Regions from separate parts of the Drosophila melanogaster genome. Here region 2 is linked to region 1. A link is a contact called in public Hi-C data. All regions are on one chromosome and are shown on one strand. The core of a region is the stretch at or near the end of the contact, and the rest is flanking DNA. Distances in the headings are between cores, read along the strand shown. Region 1 holds the start of Pomp (pomp). Region 2 holds the start of Tsp39D (Tetraspanin 39D).

Evidence for each region. A called contact is a pair of places that touch in the nucleus more often than the background predicts.
Region 2: a Hi-C map of the Kc167 cell line shows a contact between it and region 1, with 2.4 times the contacts expected there. A contact is called at or near these places in 5 of 107 Hi-C or Micro-C datasets (the Kc167 cell line, brain and head).

Annotation. Positions count from the first base shown.
Region 1 is chr2L:20,786,389-20,789,088 of dm6, reverse strand. Pomp (pomp) reads right to left here and starts at 1,433. Exons shown (of 3, transcript NM_136213.4): 1 at 1,304-1,433; 2 at 974-1,239; 3 at 1-686. The coding sequence starts at 1,306. The coding sequence ends at 551. vari (varicose) reads left to right here. Exons shown (of 10, transcript NM_206011.3): 10 at 1-427.
Region 2 is chr2L:21,343,271-21,345,970 of dm6, reverse strand. It overlaps Tsp39D (Tetraspanin 39D), which reads right to left and starts at 1,364. Exons shown (of 4, transcript NM_078888.4): 1 at 1,235-1,364.

The DNA.
Region 1 (2,700 bases), core at 184-2,683:
CGATTTCAATATTTATTGTTGATTAGACGTGTTTTGCTTGAGGAATGTAATGCGTTTTATTAACTATGTTTATCTCAATTACTGTCATTTTCCTCTTTAAATATAAATCATGTATATATGCAATGTTTGTATAAGTTGAAATGCGCCCTCCGTTTACAATTCAGTTTTCCTTAAGTATAAGCCTAATTTTACGAAACGAATTCGTCCATTTTACCATCTCTTGTTTTATTTTTACAAATAATGAATGATGTCAACGCATATCTCTTCAGTTTATTATTTTAACGAATCTCCTCAGTACAACAACCTTCTGCCAATATTTTCGTGTAGTTTTTAGATTTGTTTGAATAAAATGTGTAAGTTTAACGAACTAGTTAAATGTATTGATGTGGAGTTAAACAAACGAAATACGAATAAATTTGGCTCAAAGAAATGGTGAATTTTGTTTACCTCTAGCTGGTCGCACCAAAATATATTTTATTTGCTGATCTTAAGAGTGTCTTAGAGTTTAAAGGCTGAATGCCAGGCATTTAGCAACTTCATTTGCAGGGACTTATTGGTAAATTCCCAGAGATTTCTCCACCACAGCGTGGGGCTGACGCATATGCTCGCTGTTCTCGGGCAAGTTCATGAAGTCCTCGAAGCCAATGGAATCACAGCGGCCAGTCAGGACATCGTCCATGAAGTTGCTGCAATATAAAGGAAAGAATTAATATAGAAGATAAGTAGTCATTGCTGGGTTTTCGGTAATAATGGTACTATGGGAATCACAGGTATACTTGGTATACACGTATGTATGTATGTACGTATATAGGTATCCATTATTAGGCAAGAAGTTTAGATTTTCTAGATTGTAGGATATCTCAGGTTTCTCCGGGATTCTTATAATGTGGAAACAGAAGATTTCTGAATGCTTCCGCCCTTGCAGAGATTCCTGTCCAGACTGAGAAGCTCCCAGACCGGGCTAGATGCTCACCTGGACGAAAGGAAGGGCAGGCGGCCCACCTGACGTGCGGCGAAGCGCTCCATGCCCATCTTGAGGGGCACGCCGAGGCCCTCGTGGTTGCGCAGCATCTGCATGTTGCGGTTGTACTGGTGCTCGTTGTAGTTCAGCTCCGAGTCGCGCAGCCGGTGGACGTGGGCCAGTTGGTTCAGGCAGTTGGCCTCGGTGGGCATTCCCACACGGCCGGTGGCGTTCAGCACGGACACCTCGGCGGGCTGGACTTTCAGTGATGGCTGATACTGTATTGCGAGGGGTTTTCGTTTCGTTAGCGGCTCTACTAAATGCACTCGGCGAGGTACTTACCATATTCGTAAGCGCTTTTAGAATAAAAATGCGGCGAATTATAATTGTTTCTTGAATGACAAACAAATTCCGTGCGAATTAGAGCTGGTACTTGTGTCGATGCCTACTCGATATCGACGATAATTGACAAGATAATCGAATAGAAAGCAACTTATCGACTAGAATAGAATCCAGTAGTGTAGAAACCAGACTGGCAACTCTTTACATGTGTAGAAATCAGGATGGCAGCTCCAGACAATGCTAACATGGATTCAATCCATTTTGACCCACATAAATTTTAGCTCGGTTTCAAACCATTGCAGGGTACAAAAATGCGGCATGTCCGACAAGTGAATTTCGATTTGAAATTATGAACTCCAAATTTTCCAATCCAATTTGATTATTTAAACAAAATATTTCTATATATATAGCAACAACGCAGCACTATTTGAAATACACTTTAATTGTAATCGTGTTGATGGGTAAAAGTCGGTCTATGCAAATTGGCGTTATTAGCGCACTTAACACTTCGGTCAAGTGACGAACTTGAGTGTTGTGATTAATTACACCCTCGCTGGCCAGCAACGCACATCCGAAATATACAAACGTATCGATCTCGGCCGCAGCTCTAATCAATTCGATCAACAAAAGAACTGAATCCGCTGGCTGGCTGGCCGGGGTTTTGTTTTTCTTTTCACCCACACCTTTTAGCGGCTTTTATGATCTTCTGCTCCACAGAGACGCGATTCATTTGCATCGAGTGACAAACGCGAACGAATGCGAATGCGAGGAGACCAAATCACACGACAGGGCTTAATTAGTGCATGGTCACTAATAAAGATTCGGCCAGTGGATGTTGTGTTAATCAAACTCCCGCACACAATAGCCCAAACTGTCTCCGGCCAACCGATCCGATCCTATCCAATCTGAACTTGAAAATCCAAATGGAAACATCAACCGGATGGATGGATCTTCACCTTCACTTTAGACTAAAAGGTAGTACGTAAATTATGATTTATGCCCATTTACTGAATTTTACAGTGCGAAAAAAGCGAACTACATTCCTGCTTTGTAATTTACAACTTTAATCATTTTAATATTGGTATGGATGAGCATTGCAATACAAAGTCAAATAGTTTATAGCATGTATAGCTATAGTATTGATACAAAAACGTATTAGATAATTTAAAAGATCAGCCCTATTTTTAATGAATGAATTCTATATTAAGAAACTGACAAAATGATAAGTAAATTTAATCAGCAGACAATTCGAGAATTTACAATAAGAATATCGCAACGGGCATATTTATGGCGTCGAGTTGATAAAAATATCGTTAGTTTTTATTACTTTGAGATGCGATTCTTTCGGATGCAACTTATGGTGATTTAATCTATAAGTCTATAAATAAATTAAGTTA
Region 2 (2,700 bases), core at 115-2,614, 560 kb before region 1:
AAGTATCGGCATTCAAAGCAATGGGAAAGGAATAGAAGACAAAATCGATAGCTTAGAAATAGTGTCAGCTGCGTAAAAAGTGGCTACACCTGCCACACGGATGACAATGTAGGGTAAAATACACACGTCAGCCGTATATTTCTTAGTACTGCGTAATAAACCAGTTTGGATATACGTATGTGTTAAGTGTTAATACATACAGAAATACTTTATAAGGTGGAAAAAGCGTTCTTCTACCTGTAACATCCTTTTAAGTGAATTCTTACTCTACGATTACCGACCATTTCTAATACTTTTTAAATACTTTAGCTTGCAGAAGCAAGCATCCATGTTTATTATTATATTATTATATTTAATATTGCTACTACATTGTACAGTGTTTGGTAGTGTTCCCATTGCTGAGTTAATAGTTCCTTAATTGATTTGCGCCCAGGTACCAGACGACCGAATTTGGAGAGCAGTTTTACGGTCCTGTCAGACTTATTTATATTAAACCGTTTTTAGTTTAAGCAAAATATGAGTTTATGTTACCTTGAAATTAAACGATTAGTTTGATTAAACCTAACCATTTATCTCTAACAAAGTTAGCTATTTATTTGAGACGACAACCAAATCCTGACTCCTTGACGAATAGTGCGCTAGTGCGATCTGGCCACTGTGCGTAACTGGTGGTTCCCGCTCTCACCAATTGTCATATTCATACACGTGTATTAACATATGAATCAATGTCCGCCTAGCGGCTTTATTGAGAGGATTTCCCCATGTCCAGCTGCATGTGTGCATAATGATGCTTCTGGTTGATGGTTGCGTGCCGTCGCCTACTTCCGGAACCCGCTTGTAGGCGGGTGGCGGATATATATAGGCATTACCCACACTTCACGAGCTTTTGACTGACCGTTTGTGTATCTCCAATTAGGCGCATCCCAGCACCTGGAGCACCATCCACTACGACTTGGAGCAACTTCGCGAGGCATGTATCACACCGGACCGCAGCTCCTGCTTGCCGCAAGCACGCAAACTAGTCAACAGAATCACTCTCCACACTCTAGATCTCAGGTAGCACAGGGAGAAGTGCATATTGTTCGGTCGCATCCCTCACTTAAACCACTTTCCACTCTCCCACCAACATACATACACACAATTACTCCTCTAGGGCAATACTAATACCAATTTGTATGGCGCAAGGGACCGCATCATCTATTGCAGCTGATTGGTTTCACCCAAATATTTATACCTTTCAAATTTAGGACCAGGACGCAACGGTTCGCTTGATTAACTCGCACCCGCGCTCTAATCAGAACAACAGCACTTTCGATGGATGTTTTCAAGTGAGACTTGACAAACAGTAGAGCTACGATGTGATAATTCCAACGGAGGTATCGATAGCGCATGGTCATCGATACCTCACGCCAATCAACGATTGCTGAATGACTCCACTATTTGTTATCTTATCCCGGTGCTGGAAACATTATTTCAAGAAAATCAATTTTGGTTAATTTTCTTTTTATTACGTGTTGATGCTAGAACCGCTTTTTCCCCTCTCAGCAATAAATCTTGTATTGCCGAATACAAACGCTATTTTAATGTTGGTCTTTTCGTAATTATGTTTAATATGAATGTTCAGTAGCAATTGCAGGTGATTTTGAGTTGCCATACCAACATCTACACAGTTCGGGAGCTGCCATACTGCAGTATACAGAAGTCGGGAGTTGCCATAATTTTTTACTAAAGTAGACTGGATTCGAATCGTAGATAAAAATTGTATAACCCAGATTGATTATAAAAGAAGCAATGTTAAGTTTAGCTAAAAGGAGATTCGATTACTGTCATAAAACTATGTTTGTAGTGAAAATTAAAACAGGATTGTATTCAATTTTTGCATATACATAAGTCCCTGATGACATCAAATGAAATGCCAAGAAAACGAATGCAGTCGGACATAGGCATATAGAGTCGTCTGGAGATTCCGATCAAGAAAAGAGAATCAGGAACATTTACATGATATATATACCTTCCTCCCATTAGATAAATCCTCTTCGCTTTCGCGGTGGTTTATGAAATATATATAACTTAGCACGTTCTCTACTCAACAACGCTTTAAAAAATTTCCACCGTGTTTTAGCTCTCCTTTTGCTTTTGATTTAGCCCTTAAACCAACCTTCTTGGCAAGAATAAGGTGGAATCGGTTTATGTTATATTACACGTTACACGTTACACGTGGGCTTGGAAATTTTGTGATTCTTGTGGGCGTGGCAACACGGACATGGCTAGATCAACTCGGCTTTTGATCTTGATCAAGAATATATATAAATTATATAGTCGGAAACGCTTCCTTCTGCCTGTTACATACTTTTCAACCAATATTGTATACCCATTTACTCTACGAGTAATGGGTAAAATAGAAGTGAACCATTGTTGAATGGTTTTAAATTAAAAACCTAATGATATTATAAATACATTTTGCCCATTAAAAGAGTATATCATAGGATTTTTTCTGTATTCATACCAGGACTTTGAAAAATTTGATGCTTGGGGATGAAAAGTGGTAAAAGTGTAAAAGGATATATGTAAACAAGAGAAAATGTTATACTCGATTTCCCGCTCATCAGATACCCTTTACTCGGCTAGTGGAAATTCGATCGCCAAATTTTATAATTTTTCCAGGATATCGATTGATTTTGGTGAATAAAATGAGAAAAA